Regions from separate parts of the Mus musculus genome. Here regions 1, 3, 4, 5 and 6 are each linked to region 2. A link is a contact called in public Hi-C, HiCAR-type and promoter capture Hi-C data. All regions are on one chromosome and are shown on one strand. The core of a region is the stretch at or near the end of the contact, and the rest is flanking DNA. Distances in the headings are between cores, read along the strand shown.

Evidence for each region. Promoter capture Hi-C pulls out the DNA fragments that hold promoters and counts their contacts. Hi-C and Micro-C count contacts between places; a contact is called where the count stands out from the background. HiCAR-type assays count read pairs that join an accessible place to other places.
Region 1: a promoter capture Hi-C map of liver shows a contact between it and region 2, with 8 times the contacts expected there. The contact joins the promoter of Dnajc5b here to the promoter of Bhlhe22 in region 2. A contact is called at or near these places in 8 of 39 promoter capture datasets (the 3T3-L1 cell line, embryonic stem cells, hippocampal neurons and 2 more).
Region 3: a contact with region 2 is called in a promoter capture Hi-C map of second pharyngeal arch cranial neural crest, with 18 times the contacts expected there. The contact joins the enhancer-like site here to the promoter of Bhlhe22 in region 2. A contact is called at or near these places in 22 of 39 promoter capture datasets (the 3T3-L1 cell line, 3T3-L1-derived adipocytes, the C10 cell line and 14 more), 8 of 115 datasets of contacts at active chromatin or transcription factors (craniofacial prominence, embryonic forebrain, embryonic stem cells and 4 more) and 3 of 9 other capture datasets (embryonic stem cells, embryonic tail and pancreatic islet).
Region 4: a Hi-C map of adipose-derived mesenchymal stem cells shows a contact between it and region 2, with 2.1 times the contacts expected there. The contact joins the enhancer-like site here to the promoter of Bhlhe22 in region 2. A contact is called at or near these places in 16 of 39 promoter capture datasets (the 3T3-L1 cell line, 3T3-L1-derived adipocytes, the C10 cell line and 9 more), 5 of 484 Hi-C or Micro-C datasets (adipose-derived mesenchymal stem cells, cerebellum, cerebral cortex and 2 more), 3 of 115 datasets of contacts at active chromatin or transcription factors (differentiating embryonic stem cells, embryonic forebrain and forebrain) and 3 of 9 other capture datasets (embryonic stem cells, embryonic tail and liver).
Region 5: a promoter capture Hi-C map of hippocampal neurons shows a contact between it and region 2, with 37 times the contacts expected there. The contact joins the promoter of Mtfr1 here to the promoter of Bhlhe22 in region 2. A contact is called at or near these places in 22 of 39 promoter capture datasets (the 3T3-L1 cell line, 3T3-L1-derived adipocytes, the C10 cell line and 13 more), 9 of 484 Hi-C or Micro-C datasets (the MNK3 cell line, cerebral cortex, embryonic fibroblasts and 2 more), 18 of 115 datasets of contacts at active chromatin or transcription factors (bone marrow-derived dendritic cells, embryonic fibroblasts, embryonic forebrain and 9 more) and 4 of 9 other capture datasets (adipose tissue, embryonic stem cells, embryonic trunk and 1 more).
Region 6: a contact with region 2 is called in a HiCAR-type map of astrocytes, with 17 times the contacts expected there. The contact joins the promoter of Armc1 here to the promoter of Bhlhe22 in region 2. A contact is called at or near these places in 25 of 39 promoter capture datasets (the 3T3-L1 cell line, 3T3-L1-derived adipocytes, the C10 cell line and 13 more), 14 of 484 Hi-C or Micro-C datasets (LSK cells, brain, cerebellum and 6 more), 15 of 115 datasets of contacts at active chromatin or transcription factors (astrocytes, differentiating embryonic stem cells, embryonic forebrain and 9 more) and 4 of 9 other capture datasets (adipose tissue, embryonic stem cells, embryonic tail and 1 more).

Annotation. Positions count from the first base shown.
Region 1 is chr3:19,507,164-19,509,863 of GRCm38.p6, reverse strand. Dnajc5b (DnaJ heat shock protein family (Hsp40) member C5 beta) reads right to left here and starts at 1,269. Exons shown (of 5, transcript NM_025489.3): 1 at 1,158-1,269.
Region 2 is chr3:18,052,879-18,055,578 of GRCm38.p6, reverse strand. Bhlhe22 (basic helix-loop-helix family, member e22) reads right to left here and starts at 1,254. Exons shown (of 1, transcript NM_021560.4): 1 at 1-1,254. The coding sequence starts at 791.
Region 3 is chr3:19,083,295-19,085,994 of GRCm38.p6, reverse strand. No RefSeq gene overlaps it. Among named protein-coding and RNA genes, the nearest start is that of Armc1, 78 kb to the left of the region's middle. Within about 2 kb of position 1,449, at least 5 of the 459 cell types and tissues checked have an H3K27ac peak or open chromatin away from gene starts, as enhancers often do. A contact at or near this core is called in craniofacial prominence and second pharyngeal arch cranial neural crest, where this site is marked.
Region 4 is chr3:19,142,425-19,145,124 of GRCm38.p6, reverse strand. It overlaps Armc1 (armadillo repeat containing 1), which reads left to right. Exons shown (of 7, transcript NM_028840.3): 4 at 606-795. Among named protein-coding and RNA genes, the nearest start is that of Armc1, 19 kb to the left of the region's middle. Within about 2 kb of position 1,449, at least 4 of the 459 cell types and tissues checked have an H3K27ac peak or open chromatin away from gene starts, as enhancers often do. A contact at or near this core is called in adipose-derived mesenchymal stem cells, where this site is marked.
Region 5 is chr3:19,186,804-19,189,503 of GRCm38.p6, reverse strand. It overlaps Mtfr1 (mitochondrial fission regulator 1), which reads right to left and starts at 1,394. Exons shown (of 8, transcript NM_026182.6): 1 at 1,216-1,394.
Region 6 is chr3:19,161,696-19,164,395 of GRCm38.p6, reverse strand. It overlaps Armc1 (armadillo repeat containing 1), which reads left to right and starts at 1,301. Exons shown (of 7, transcript NM_028840.3): 1 at 1,301-1,486.

The DNA.
Region 1 (2,700 bases), core at 20-2,519, 1.5 Mb before region 2:
CTACACAGAGAAACCCTGTCTCGAAAAAACAAAACAAAACAAACAAACAAACAAATGTCTCACATGCTATGGGTTACTGCTGCTTTCGTAGAGTGTCGGGGCCCTGGTCTTACTGCTGTGATACACATGCATGATTGTTGGAAGCTGAGTGAAAACTGTATCCCAGGTGGATTTGATCCCCTTTCTTGTCTACTGTGCCTGGTGTGTCCTGTAGGTTACTGATCCGAATCAGAGCCCCAGGCTGCTCCTTCCACAGTGTCCTAACACGGCTCTTGCAGACCATGATCAGAAAAGCCTGTTTGAGTAGTCCTAGCCTCTGACTGTGGAGTTGCTCTGTGTTAAGACCCAAGGGAGTCCAAACAGAGATGAGTCAGGGCCTGGCACCAATCCTAAGCTCCGCCTGCTGCTAAACAGAACGGCTATTTGCTGTCACTTGGAGTCTTTCTAGGCCTCCAGGAAGAAACAAATACTTTAGAAGCCAAAACCCCAAAGCAAAGTAAAGAAAACAGAACTGTTCACACGTCCAGCAACGATTCACTGCTGAGTCCCTAGACATGGGAGGAGTGGAGTAGGGGTAAAAGCAGATGAACTGTGCAACTTGACTTCTCAACCACAAGGCCTCTCTCTCTTCCACTGTCCCTAGGGGTGGCCTTTTGCCTCTGAAGTCTTGGAATTTCAAAACTAGACTTTGAAGTTAATCTCTATTGTTAACCCATAATACACCTTTCTCCTCCTTATATTAATTTTTGTTGTATTTTTAAAACCATCTCTATTAAAATTATTCTTTCACTTAAATATTTAAAATATTCACTCTTCTCTGTCATCCTGGGAGAAGTCACTAAAAACCAAAACTCCTGTGTAGAAGAATATCATAGAATGAGTGAGTCCCTTTAGAAAATAACCACGAACTGACCACTGGAGACACCAGTGCTTTTTGCACTTTCCCAGAAGTTGAGGAGGGGCCAGTGGTTATCTGAGAACTTTATAAATGCCTGTGTTTTGTGGCTTCATAGCCTCCTGGATATACCAGCTTTACTTCTGCTGGAAGCCCCTCTGGATTCCTACCATCCCTTAAAAAAAATAGGTACCCGTGTAAGTGTCTTCTTTTCCTTTAGACACTATTGAGTCCTGTGATTAGCTTAGCAAAAGTCATGTACCTTGTACCTGAACTGGAGGCATGGCTGGCTGATCCTTCTGGGTCCTTCCACGAGTGTTCTTCCCCTGCTCTGTCAATAACTGAGCCTCCGTTGCTTTTCCTTCTCAGATGCTAAGCTCTAGTCTATGCTGGGTATTGTGATGTCATAGACTAGAATTTTCCCTACCCCCACTACCCAGCTGAGATCTTCCCACCCACATCACTAACAGTCTCTCAATTTTCATTTACTTTAGCACTCAGGACCTTTTGAAATCTCCGGAAAGAAACATTGAAGACTGTGGTGGTTGGAATATGCTTGGACCAGGGAGTGGCACCATTAGGAGGTGTGGACTTGTTGAAGAAAGTGTGTCACTATGGGGGTAGGCTTTGAGAGAGCTTCCTACTAGTTGCCTGGGGATGCCAGTATTCTGTTTATCTTTTTTTAAAAAAATTTTTATTAGGTATTTTCCTCATTTACATTTCCAATGCTATCCCAAAAGTCCCCCATACCCTCCCCCCCCCACTCCTCTACCCACCCACACCCACTTTTTGGCCCTGGCATTCCCCTGTACTGGGGCATATAAAGTTTGCAAGTCCAATGGGCCTCTCTTTCCAATGTTGGCCTACTAGGCTATCTTTTGATACATATGCAGCTAGAGTCAAGAGCTCCGGGGTACTGGTTAGTTCATTATGTTGTTCCACCTATAGGGTTGCAGATCCCTTTAGCTCCTTGGGTACTTTCTCTAGCTCCTCCATGGGGGCTCTGTGATCCATCCAATAGCTGACTGTGAGCATCCACTTCTGTGTTTGCTAGGCCCCGGCATAGTCTCACAAGAGAGCTATATCAGGGTCCTTTCAGCAAAATCTTGCTAGTGTATGCAATGGTGTCAGCATTTGGAGGCTGATTATGGGGTGGATCCCTGGATATGGCAGTCTCTAGATGGTCCATCCTTTTGTCTCAACTCCAAACTTTGTCTCTGTAACTCCTTCCATGGGTGTTCTGTTCCCAATTCTAAGAAGGGGCAAAGTGTCCACACTTTGGTCTTTGTTCTTCTTGAGTTTCATGTGTTTTGGAAATTGTAACTTATATCTTGGGTATTCTAAGTTTCTGGGCTAATATCCACTTATCAGTGAGTACATATCATTTGAGTTCTTTTGTGATTGGGTTACCTCACTCAGGATGATGCCCTCCAGGTCCATCCATTTGCCTAGGAATTTCACAAATTCATTCTTTTTAATAGCTGAGTAGCACTCCATTGTGTAAATGTACCACATTTTTTGTATCCATTCCTCTGTTGAGGGGTCTGTTTACCTTTCTGAACAAGATGTAGAACTCTCAGCTCCTCCAGCACCATGCCTGCCTGGACACTGCCATGCTTCCTGCCATGATAATATTGGACTGAACCTCAGAACCTGTAAGCCAGCCCCAATTGAATGTTGTCCTTTATAAAAGACACCTTGATCATGGTATCTGTTCACAGCAGTAAAATCCTCACTAAGACAAAGACCATCCATCTCACCTGCTTTACACATAATAGCATTGATAGCCTGGATGGTGAAGTGTC
Region 2 (2,700 bases), core at 5-2,504:
TTGGCGAGGAGCAGCGTGGCGATTTTGGAGAGCTTCCGCACTGAAGGGCTGTGCGCGTAAGGAATGACCGCGCGCAGCTCATCCAGAGCGTCGTTCAGGTCGTGCATCCTCCGGCGCTCGCGAGCGTTGATGTTGAGGCGCAACGCCTTCTGCTCTTTGGATTTCTTGCTGCTGCCGCCGCCACCGCCGCCGCTTCCGCCGCCACTTGTGGGGCCCCCCGGGGGGAGGCCCGAGCCACCATGCAAGTGGGCGTTGGAGCAGCCCTCGGCCACCTTGGCGCTGCCGCCCCCCGCTCCCGGCGATGCCCGCGGGTCGGGGCCCCCGGCTCGCAGCACCAGCTCGCAGCGGCCGTCGCTGTCGTCGTCGGGGCTCTGCTCGCCCCCGCTGCTCTCGGCCACGGAGCCGCGTCCGGCGCTCTCGCCGTACTTGAGGCACAGGGCAGCCCCCGCCGGCAGGCTGCTCAGGCTCGGCTCGCCCCCCACGCCCGCTGAGCCCACGAGCAGCCCCGGGACACTCACCCCGCCGCCGCCGCCGCTCGCGCCACCGCCTCCTCCGGGCGGAGGCAGCAGCAGCCCAGCCCCTTCGGGATCAGCGGGCTCGAAACAGCCGAGGGGCGACGAGGACGACGCCGGGCGTTCGCGAGTTGGAGGCGCCAGGGACAGGTCCATGCCCGGGGGTGTGGAGCGAAAAGCCGCCTCCAGGCGCTTGGCGGCGGAGGTGCCCAGGCTCTTGTGCAGGAAGAGGTCGTCTTCGCTCGCGGCCGCCGCACCGAGGTGCAACCCGCGTTCCATCGTCCGGGCCAGCCGCCACCTGGGCTGGAGAGTCAGGCGGCCGCACAGACGCGCGCCGGCGGGGTTCCGGAGCTGCTGCGTGCGTCGGTCCCCACGCTGCCCGCAGCCCTGTCCCCTTCTTTTTCTTTTTCGCCTTCCCCCGCGCTCGCCGCCTCCTCTTCTTCTTCTTCTTCGTCTCCAGCCGACGGTGCTGGCTGCTAAGGCTCACCATGGGCCGCGGCCCCTCATGGTGGGAGGCTGGTCTCGGAGGGAGCGGGGCTGCCGCCGCTACCGCCTCTGAGTCCAATCCCGCGCCTGCTCTACGCACCGTTTATCTTGCTTGGATTCACCTTCAAGAGATTTCCGGACCCATCAACCAGCCGCCGCCACAGACGGGGGAGTCTTTTACATCATTATCTCTGAGTAGGTTATTATGAAGAAGACTCGCCTGTTGGGACAGCGCTTTCTACCCAATCAGGTTAACGTTTTAATTAATAGGATTAAAACGGTAACAAACAATCGCAAGCGCTATCTGGCCGCGAGTCTGAATAGTTTCATTTCCCAGGTCTGAAGACAGGCAGCAGCCAGAGCTTTATAAAAGGCGCCTGCTCCATTATTCTGCCTGCCATCTGTATACACAGCTTAGCGCATATGTTTGCAAGGCGCTGGGTCCTGTTAGTAACCCAACAACTGCCTTTAGCTTGACATGTGTGGCGACTTTCACTCATCAATGAGCACACTAAAAGCCCTACTTAGAGCCGAGGATGTTCTTTGCTCCTTCAGCAAATTGTATATCCGCGGTAAAGACTGGGAGTCCAGTGGAAAGCCCCCGCCCCCACTGAGCACCCCCCACACACTACCCTTCACTGGGCCACTACTGTCTCAGCTTGCTTAGTTACCCTCATAGGAGAGAATTCTATATCTCCCTGTTAATAGCATGTCTGCATTTATAGATGGAACCTGGGGGCTGGGGGTAGGGGTGAGGTCCCTGCTGGCTTGTCTCGAATTTACCCTAGATTTTCAGCTAGTATGTCAGCAATGCAAGAGCCAACCCAGATTTTCTCCGCACCACTTTTCCCACAGCCCTCCACTGTCCATTTCCTATATAGATGGAAAAAAAATCAAACAATTAAAGAAAGCAACAAAATGATGACCAAGTTGCTTACATAGCCCGTTTGATTTAAAACTCGGAGGGGGCGGAGTGGGGGAGGCCTTTGCCGAGTCCCCCACGCTGTTAAGTTGGTGGTGAGAGAAGCTCACTGCTTCGTGGACAGAAAGAAAAGAAAAACTAGTCTCAAACTTTCCTCAAGATTAAATCCAGTTGCTTCGCAAGAGGGAACATTCAGAGTGGAATCTTCTCACACACCAAGTGGGGGCATTCGTGCATTTAGCTGCTCTGAAGACGTTTGGGGACATCTGGATCCGTCTGGGCTGTTCCTGCAGGGTTAGTTCAGGGCAGAATTGTGGAAACAAGAGCTGTCTGGATGGAGATAGTACACGTGGTCCTCGTGCTTCTGAGTCCAGTTTCTCGAAGCACACGATATTTAGTGGCTAGTTTTCATCCTTATAAGTAAAAACCGTATTCCCTCTTATCTGGCAGAATTACTGAAGGCTGTGCAGTTTGGGGTTTCTCTGGTTTCATTAAAAAACCTTTTAATTGTGGCTTTCAGAGTTGGCCCCAGGTGTTGGACTCTTTTCATTATATTTTGCTCTAATGTGATGAAATTCTAATTCTCTCCTTACCATATGGTTAAATTTCCCCACTGAGAATTAGTTGAAAAGGGAGAAATAATCTATTAATCTCTGTAATAGATTCACAAATGAGGTTCATCTCAGAACCTGTTTTTGAATGGTAATATCAGAACAGTTGGGCACCTTATTTCATACAGGAAACGTGAGGGCGACACAGAAATGTCTACATTGTCACCTG
Region 3 (2,700 bases), core at 200-2,699, 1.0 Mb before region 2:
TTGAGCAGCCTGCTTTCTTAAAGAAACAGAGCCACCTGTCCAGGTATGGCATTACCAACTGTAAGACTCCCTTTCGGGGACCCCCACTCTAGTCTCAGGAGAGAGAGCCCACCCAAAGAAACATGAGAATCCTTCTTGCTGTAAACACAGGAGGTAGTTTAATGACGGAGCTCTGGGTTGAAACGTATCTCACGCAGGAGACAGTGGATTCAACCTTGAGGCTCAAAATCTAGGGGTGTTTATGGGGTAAAGGGCTTAGGGGTGGGGATTCAGCATAGCGACACAATATTGGCTTATTCAAACATCAGCAGAAAGAATACATGCAGGTCAGGGTGTCAGGGTTCTGTGAGTTGTTGACTCAGGTCAGATAGCCCTGTTATGTCCTCACATTCCTCTTTATCTTTATGGTCAAGCTGTTCCCAGGAATGTTTTAATGATACGGCATGCCTGGGTTTGTTTTTCTTTGTTCTCAGCCCCAGGCAGCCTCTAGGCTCACAAACACCCAGCAATTTCTGAGTAATTTATATGACTTACAGGTCTTGAAATTTCATCTTTCTTTCACAACAATGTGCTGCTTCCCACCTCATCATCAATCACTAATTGACAAAATGCCTTGCATCTGCATATTATGGATGCATTTTCTCAATTGAGGTTCCCTCCTTTCAGATAACTATAGCTTGTGTCAAGTTGACATAAGACTAACCCACACAGGTGTCTTCCTCTACCACTACCTACCTTGTATTTTTTTAAATTTAAAATTTTATTTTATGTTTAAGAATGTTTTGTTTGCAAAACCAATATCTGCAGCATGTGCAGGTCTGGTGCCCATAGAGGCCAGAAGACTGGATCCCTTGAAACAGTTACTACGGATGGTTGTGACCTGCTATGTGGGTTCTGGGCTTGGAACCCGAGGCCTCTGGAGGAGCAGATGGTATTCTTCACTACTGAGATATTTCTGCAGTCCCCATCTATACCTTACTTTTTGAGACAGAGTCTCTCACAAACACAGAGCTCATTGATTGGTAGGCTGGCTAGCCAGTGAACTCCAGAGATCCACCTATTTCGGTTTTTCCAGCACTAATGCTATAGATACCTCGCTTTTTATGTGTGTGTTGGAGACCCAAATTCAGGTCCTCTTGGTTATGCAACAAACACTTTCTCCATTGAGCCATCCCCTCCTCCCCATATTAACAGTGTTTTGAAGTTCAGAATTTTGTTTTGGAGTTATGATCAGTATATACAATATAAAGAGGCATGCTTGCATTCTGAAGAAAAACTCTACATCTAAAATTATTATCAAAATCGTACATACACAAAATCATGTACAGTTAAAGATAATTGATGTCATATGGTTTTTGACTAGAAAATAAAAGCATTCTTCTCTATCCTTAGTACCACAAAATTACATCACCACTTCACTGTTCTATTTTTAGTCCTAAATGTGGCCACCACCCACTAAAGAGTATTTTTGCTTCCCTATGTCTGGAGGAATCTGTTTTAGATTATTCCAGTCAGTTTCCTGTATGAAAGATGGCTTCCTCTTTCTTTCATGCCTCCTTCCTGAACCGTATTCCTTACACTATTATGTCCCGTGGGAGCAGAGGAAGCCCCGAGTGTACAAAGTCCTGAGTGAATGTGTGTGATTGACACGAGCCAGCCATGTTAAAGGCTGAAACCTCATGGGAAATTTTGATAAAGTCTCTTTGTCAAGTGAAGCTCAGAGAGATGGCAAAGCTTTCCTCTGATCCACATTCCAGTGTTGACAGTTTGTGAATGAAATGTCCACTGTAGCTTTTTCTTCCCAGGTATGTATGGCTTTTGCTCCCCTGAGAGACTGTGATTAGCTAAACCTTCCTCCTTGACTTAGCTGTAATATCATAAAACTCACCTCTCTGCATCTGCACTTAAACATGCTAGGCTTCTGAGGAGCTGGGTTTCTTCATTCCAGAGCCCAGGTCATCCGTCCCTAGCTTATCTCTCTGTGTTTCTGTCATTTCTTCTGTGTCTATACTTAATTCAGTGTCTGCCCTTTCTTTTCCTCACCACCTCTACTCGGGTTTCCAGGATCCAAGCTATGCAAGGACACAGCAATATCCTATTTTATTGGAAGTTGAGTTTCAGAACTTTGAATAGTGTACTTAAATATCTACTCTTTCCTATTAACTTTAGTCCAGAAGTACTTACTAATACCTCCTGGGGCCAGCCTCCTCTCATTCCCACCCCACCCCAACCCACTGCTCACCCTGGGTATTTTCCTTTGCCCAGCACTGCCCTCAATAACCAGCAAGATGTTGTAAAATTGTTTCTGATTCCTAAAGTTAGGTAAGAAAAGCTGTTGTGTGTTTCTGTCTAGTTGTCTAGCTGTCTAGACAACTGCCTGCCATGAGTATACTTGAACAGGATTGAGGGGAGGTCTGTGAGGCAAACATCTAAAACTTTCTGCCAGTACCTAGCAACAAAATTGTCAGCCATGTTAGCAAGCCATGTGGGCTTGCAAGCTAGAAGCTGATTTCTTGACAGCAAGCTCATGTGAAACCCTGAAAGCCTGAGTCAGGGCAACTCAGCTAGTTTGCATTTGAATTCTTGACTGACAGAAATTCTATGAGATAAGAAATGTTTAGATGGTACAGTACTGATATCAACTCATAGAGACTGACAGCTTGCACAGGACCTGTACACGTTCAAATCAGACAAAATCCC
Region 4 (2,700 bases), core at 200-2,699, 1.1 Mb before region 2:
GGCTGGAGAGATGGCTCAGCAGTTAAGAGCACTGACTGCTCTTCTGAAGGTTCTGAGTTCAATTCCTAGCAACCACATGGTGGCTCACAACCATCTGTAATGGGATCTGATGCCCTCTTCTGGTGTGTCTGAAGACAGCTACAGTGTACTCATATGTATAAAATAAATAAATCTTTAAAAAAAAGTTGGAGGGAGATCTTATAGGCTAAATGCTTTTTCTACATTTATTGATGATTCTTATTCTTTCCTTTTCATTTGTTGAATCAGAATCTTGTGTTATAGATTGGTATCAGACCTTGAACTTGCCTCGTCCTCCTGCACATGGTTACTGTAGCAGGCAGGAGTCAGGTGTACGCTGTTTATGTGGTGCTGCTAGGAACTGAATACAGAGCTCTATACGTGTTAGCCCCGCACTCTGACATCTGAACTGCATCACCAGTGCCCGTTACTGGTTATTCCAAGACTCATTGGTGTTTCTTTCTAATTGAACAAGGTATCAGGCTGAATGAAGCAAGACTCATCAAAATTAAGAAGTACAATTATAAAACCAGTAAAAATGACTATATAGTTATGCTTTTTTTTTTTTTTTTTTTTTTTTCCCCAAGGACTACAACTCCAGGAGAAACAAAACTTCTGGCCTCAGAAATCTATGACATCCTTCAATCCTCCAATTTGGCTGATGGTGATAGTTTTAATGAAATGAATTCGCGTAGAAGGAAAGCTCAGTTTTTTTTGGGAACTACAAACAAACGGGCCAAAACAGTAGTTTTGCACATAGATGGTCTCGATGATACGGTAAGACTTGTAGATGTGGTTCATAGGACAACAATGAGAAATGGTATCACCAAACATGTTCTTTGCAGTCACTTGCTAACGTGTTCTAAGAAAAAGTTGCAATATTAATAGTTTATACTTAAGGCAAAAAGGTCATCTTATGCTAAAGATATTGGCTAATCAGCATACATAGCAGTTTTAACTGTAATAGTAGGACTTAAAGAATGTAAGACTTGTAAATAGGTCTAATTAGAGCTGTGCATGATTTATGTAGATGAGTCATAACTTAGGAATGTCAGAAAAGAGATGGGGTCCTGTAGGTGTTAAAAGGCTCTGTGGTTAGCATGACTTTTCAGGGCTCATCAGTATCATGGATGTGTGCATCACTTCATATGTATTCCATCGAGTGGTCTACAGTACTACTTTGCGTGTTTCTACATATTGGCTCTTAGAGACCTGAATAGAGCCTGTCTGTTATAACTTCTTTTAAAGCACTGTGTCAGCATCTTCTTGGGTGTATACTTAGTGGCATTGCTCAGACATATGGTAATTGTAAGCTTAACTTTTTTCACGAACCATCGGATTGTTCACAGTGGCTGCACAGTATTACATTTCAACCAGCATTGTGCGAGGGGCCTAGTGTTTCCACATCCTCTAGTAGATTTGAGGTTTAATGGTTTTGATTTATAGTCTCCTGATAACTAGTGGTGTGGAGCAACATTTTAGACATGTATTGGTCATTGCTTTAGTGGTTAAATTGGGCTTGATTTATATCTTTCACTTCAGATTTATATTTGAGGGAAATATTCATTTCCTCTTTGTTCTTTGTCCAGTTTTAAATGGTCTTTTATTGCTCAACATTGACTGTGTATACTGTTAACCACTGAGCCATCTCTCCAGCCCCATATTTGTACATTTTATTGAAGTCATTTGGCTCTGGGCTTTGCTTTGTGGACAGTTTTTTTGACCATTAATTGAATTTCTCTACATGCTTTATTAGATCTATTTATCTTACCCTCTCCCCTTTTTTTAGTAAGTTTTGATTGTTTATGTCTTTGTAATAATGTTTACATTTTGTTGAGGTTGTTAATATTGGCAAACAGTTATTCACATTGCTTGTAAAGCTAAATGCCCTTGAACTAAAAATTCAAGTTTTGAAATGCTTCAATGTCCATTTTTTTTTTCATTTTTTTGTTTTGTTTTATTAGATGATTTCTTTATTTACATTTCAAATGTTATCCCCTTTCCTGGTTTCCCCTCCAAAACCCTCCTATCCTCTCCCCCTCCCCCTACTCACCAACCCAGCCACTCCTGCTTCCTAGTCCTGGCATTCCCCTATGCTGGGGCATAGAACCTTCACAGGACCAAGGGCCTCTCCTCCCATTGATGACCAACTAGGCCATCCTCTGCTAAATATGCAGCTGGAGCAATGGGTCCCTCCATGTGTACTCTTCAGTTGGTAGTTTAGTCGCTGGGAGCTCTGGGTGTACTGGTTGGTTCATATTGTTGTTCCTCCTATGGGGCTGCAAACCCATTCAGTTCCTTGGGTTCTATCTCTAGTTCCTACATTGGAGACCCTCAGTCCAGTGGTTGGCTCAGAGCATCCACCTCTGTATTTGTCAGGCACTGGTAGAACCCCTCAGGAGACAGCTATATCAAGCTCCTATCAGCAAGGACTTGTTGGTATCCATAATAGTGTCTGGGTTTGGTGACTGTATGTGGAATGGATCCCCAAGTGGGGCAGTCTCTGGATGGCCTTTCCTTCATTCTCTGCTCTACACTTTGTTTCTGTATCTCCTCCCATGGGTATTGTGTTCCCCCTTCTAAGGAAGACTGAAGTATCCAATCCACACTTTGATCTTCCTTCATGAGCTTCATGTAGTATGTGAATTGTATCTTGTTTATTCCGAGCTTCTGGGCTAATAT
Region 5 (2,700 bases), core at 145-2,644, 1.1 Mb before region 2:
CATTAGCAAATAAATCTTAATCCCATGTCCTTTCACGTGCTTGCTTTCGTAGAACATCCTTTCGCCTAGGTCCACTTCAGCTACATGTTCCTTCACGTGTTTAGCCCAGCAGAACACCGTACAACACAGTTTCTAAAGAACCCTTAAGTTTCCTCTTCAGTTACTAGACTTGCATTTCAATTCAAAGATTAGGGTGTTGATAGAGAGTTAGCTGCACATCGTGACTGAGACTTTTCTTAGCTCGTAAGCATTTTATAGTCAAACTCGGTTGTATATAATCGCAAACCCATTTCTATTACCTTCTTTTTAAAAATAATTTTTACCTTTTAAATGATTTTTGTGTATGTACAATATATGTGATCAATATATGTGGACACAACTTACTTTCATGTAACAAGATAGTAAGTGTCACAACTTCCTTGACTAAGTCATTGTAATGTAAAACAACTACATACACTAGGAAAAGGTGACTGGAATCGGGCGTGGTGACTGAGGCAGGAGGTTTTAGGCAGCTCAACCTAATCTACATAGTGCATTCCACCCCAGCCTAGAGTAAGGAAGACAACTCTGTCTCAAAACCAAACCAAACAAAAAAGTGAACGCTAAATTACCAAGTATCATGAAATACTCCTTAATATTCTTTTCCGGATGTGGTGAAGCAAGCTTTAAATCCTGTAGTTGGGAGGTGGAGGGGGTAGGATCCGAACTTCTATTGACCATCCTCAAGCACAAAACGAGGTTTAAGCCAGAAGAGGTTACATCAGACCAATCACAAAACAAACCATCAGGCGGAAAGAAAGGTTTGGTTAAGTTTGACTTCAGATCTCAAAGTTTCTGTAGTCTGGCTACACGCAAACTGCGCACGCTTAGAAAGTTCAGAGCTGCCAGCCGACAATGACAGGAAAGTAGGTCCAGGTAGAACAGGCTGAACGCCGTGGGCCGCCCCGTTCAGCCCGGATCCAGCGAGGGCACAACGCCGACTGCGGGGGATGGGAGCCAGGCCGGCGGCCCGCGGAGCTCAGCAGGCCAGGCGCGGGCGAGCCGGAGGGCTGCTCTCTGCTCCGGGCTTCCGCGGCCTCCCTCCCGCTCGCCGGCCTCCCGCGCCGCGCCCCGTCCCCTCCCTTGTCCACAACACGGCCTCCCGCCACCGTTCAGCTCCGGGTGGTAGCCATTCCCCACCCCGCCAACCGCTTTTCTGTCCCGGGCCCCACTCACCTCGGCTGCGCAGCAGCCCTCACCTTCGCAGCTGCTCAGCCTTCCAGATTGGCTGTCCCAGGACCTTATGCCAATCAGCCAATCCCCGCCCCTGGCCCGGCCTAGGCTGACCAGTGAACGGCTCGCTGAGGCCCGGGGGCGGGCTCAGGAGAGGCCGGCGGAAGGCGTGTCTGCTCGCCGGCCACGCCGGCTACCTGTCCCGGGCTCTGTGCGCACGCGCGGTGCCCAGTAAGGGGCGTGTGCTTGCTAGTGTGCCGCGCTTTGTCTTGGGTGCTTCTGCCCCTGTTATTTTTGTTGGTAAACTTCGCCCCTTTTGGGTGTAGGAATACCCACATTCCGAGTGAAGTCTCAAATGTGTGCCCGCTGAAAGGAGCTAGGTCCTTAGCCTAGCCTAGCCTAGCCTGTGTCGAGCCCTTCTCAACCCACGCTCTGTGGGGACTTTGTCTGCCAGGGCGATCTGTTTCGGGCCTCAAATCCCGGACGTATGTTCTGGAGGAGTGGAAGGCGCGGCTCAGAGGGAGTGAAGACTTTTCCTGCCTTCAGTTCCCCCGCCTCAAAGTCTGCCTAATTGGTGTGCGTAGTTTTTAATGAAGGGTTATTCTAGATTTCAGATAACCTAGTCATGAAAATACGATCAGTCTGTGTCAAGTTAGCTATAAGCAGCACGGTGGTGTGTGTGGGTGCGATAAAACGTGAATATGGAGGGAAAGCCTATCAGTAATTCAAGAGGCCGCTCCTACCTGGGCGTGGCGGCTCCTGCTATGTAAAACGAGTAGTTTGAAGTTGGAGGCTGGAGGATCCAGAGTTGAAGACCAGCCTATGTCCAAAACAACCTGGAAGAGGGTGGAAGAGTTGAGGTGGGAAGTGGGCAGCAGCTGTTGCTACTTCGCCTTCTCTCTTACCCTCTCATTGGAGCGCTGGTGTTCTTACCCTGGATGGCCTAAATTCCTCCTGGCTACTGCTTTGGATTTCACCTAGAGCTTCAATTCAGTTACTCAGCAACGGCTCGTTGGGAGCCCATTATGACAGTACAAAGTTGGTGGGGTTTGTTTGTTTGTTTGTTTGTTTTTTAAGCCTTGAACCACACCCTGAGTAAGCCTACCAAAAGGCAGGGAGATCAAAACAAGGTTAATTAATATATGTGACCAAGTGTTATAACGTTTTAAGTACAAAAGGGCCTGACAGGCTGTGACCAAGGCTGGGAGAGAGAAGCCTGAGAGAGCAGTTCAGGGAGGGGTGCTTGGTCTGAAGGCTGATGAAAAGACAAAAGCTGCTGAAGTGAACTGGTAGGGACCACACACCAGGGCGACCATTCCAATGATACTTGTAGGATTTACTGCTAAGCTATTAGTTGCCTCAGGATCCCTGGTCACCAGCTGTGTGACCCACAGGTGACTCTCAGCTGCCTGCCACCACACAGGCCTATGTGATTGTCTATGTTTAAGAAGAAGGGTATCTGAAAGCACCCATCAGTTGGAGATGGCT
Region 6 (2,700 bases), core at 52-2,551, 1.1 Mb before region 2:
AGTATATTTACTTTTTTTTTTTTTTTTTCCTGCTTTCTACATTCACTGTTTTTAATTTAGGCTCAATGTTCTCTTACCACTAATCCCTGTCTTGGCTTTGTGAATAAAGCACACAGACTGGCTTTTGCCTGTAGGTGAGATGGTTATTTAGAGTCTTGTTCTTGTTTTCTACCAAGCTTTACTTTGGACTTGTTTTCATTTTGGGTTTTAATAATAAGATAACCAAGAGCACGGGAACATTAAGAAACTCAAGAGATGGACTCTTTTGTTCTTCTTCTTCTTCTTCTTTTTTTTTCTTTTTAAGTCAAGGTTTCTGTGAAGCTTTAGTTAGCCTAAACTGGGCTTGAACTTGAAATGGTCTGCCTTCAGCCTTTACCTACTTAGTGCTCAGATTCCGCCGTGGCGGTCTGGTTTATAAATTCACTTACAAAATATTGGAGATAATAGCGTAGAATACAGTCCGGTGTGGTGTCTTCCACATCCTTTCCAAATTAAAGCCCTTTCAAATTCCTTGTAACAAGAATAACAACAAAGTCCCTGTAACTTTAATGTATGAGCAACACGTCAGAATAAGATTGTAGAAACGAAGATCAAAAAGGAGTGTGGATGGATGTATTATTTTCAGATTAGCCTGCGAGACTTGGATAACAATTTCAGAAATACTTTGGAAAATAAAACGTACCTAGAGCAACTCCTCGGTAACTAGTATCGATAAAACAAGTATGTCTTTACTTTGATAAATAGAAAACAGCATTAACAAAACTTCATGATGAACTGGAGAACTCTCTTAACACAAGTCTCTGACAAGAGAAAAGACAAAATTCTTTTCAATGTCAAATCACTTAGGCCAACCCAACAAAAGCACTTCGCATCCCTCGCTTTGCTAGAAAGCAGCACTGAAAAGAAATGAACGAAATCCAGAGAGGCCAAACAGTGTCGACGTTCATAGTAAAAACTACAAAAAAACGTCCGAAGATTCTGGGTAAAGACGCACAGACGTGGATGAAGGGTTACAGGTTGTTTTATCAGACCTGGAAGACTTGCTGAAGATAAACTATTCTGTTCGCGTGTCTGCACACAGAAGCAGAAGCCCTTCCTGCCGCGGGAACCCTGGGAATTGTAGTCGCGGAGCCACGATGGCTGTAAATTTGTTTAGCACTCCGTGGACGGCGAGCCCTTGGTTCCAATTCAGTGTTCTGGGTCCTCATAGGTCCGGTCTAGCTCACCAATGAGCTACTAGGTTTGAGAACATCCCGCCTCTGGTTGGGTGTCCTTCCTCACGTTGCTTCATTTTCAGCCAATGGGATAATAAAGCCAGCAGAGGTGACAGGGTCACCGCGGAGCCTGCAGCTCCTCCGCCGCCAGCGACTCAGCCCTGTGGTTCTTTGAGTCGGGCCGTGGCTCGGGGTCTTCGCCGCCCGTTGTCCGCCGTGGTGGGTGCGGCTCTGATGCTGCGGCAGGCTCCGGACGCCCGGAGCTCTGGAGGGTACGTAGCCGGGGCCGAGGTGGGGCCGAGGGGCCGCTGCTGCGCGGGCCGGCCGCTGCGCCCGCCTCCTGCCGGCATCCCGCGGGCTGCCTCGGACGGCTCCGGACGTGCTCTTCTCTCCTCTTCCTTCTGACCAGCCAGCCCGCCCTACGAGTAGCGGGTGTCCATGTCGCGGCGTTCTTTCTGTAAATCTGCGAGCCTCTGCGCGCAGGCCTCCATTCAAGAGAAACTCGTGTACACAGGTGGTGGGCATTTGTGCACTTAGCTGCTCCTTTGGTGATACTGTCTCCTCAGCGCTTGCAGTAGAAGTTTCCCACTGGGTTAGTTCTGTGCTTGCATGGTACTTGCCAGACATTTTACTGTCTTGCCTTTTTTTTTTCCCACCCTGTTACCCGCTCAAAACTGCTACCTGAAGAAACTGAGGCTTGGAGACGGTAATTCAATTCCAAAAGAGTTACAGTTATAATTGCAAGGAGAAGCCAGATCGGGTCTCGGCGTTTGATAGTGGTAGTTGCTTTTCAACCCGGCTTAATCATTAAGGATTTAGGATAAGTGTGTGCCCGCAGCAGCTCTTAGCACGTGAGGGCTAAATACTTCTATTAACTAAGTGGTGATTCTTAGCTATAAGAAAAGGAATACCTTTCTGACATCTGCCCAGACACTGATGTCTCGCGTGTCTCTAACTCCGTGCTTCAAGACTTCTTGCCCGTTGGCATCCTCATCTGGAAGCTGGTTGGACATCTCAGATTCCCAGACCCACTTACACCCACTGAGCTTGAACTTACTTTTGGCAAGGTCCCTTAGGTGATCGCAGTGTCCTTAAAGTTTGCGAAGGGTTCTGTTTGTCAACATAGAGCCAAGGAAGAGAAAATAAGTTTGGGTCGTGATGGTATGCCTTTAATCCCTGCTTTGGTAGCTATTGGCAGGCAGATCCCTCCTAGTTTCAGGCTCATCTCAACTACATAGGTCAGCCAGAGCTAAGTAAGGAGAAGAAAAAGTAAAGGCATACGTCCTATGCACTGTGACCTCTACTCAGACTGAGATACAGAAAAATGAGAACAAAGCTTTTGTCATTTGCACGACGTTTCCCTTTTCAGAAAATGAATGTGTCTCTTGAGAGTTTTAACTTAGCCGTCCCAACTCTTAAAGTAGACATCAATGTTAACTGTTTCATAATTGTCTTGTAATTGACACCAGGTGCGGGCTTTGGAAGT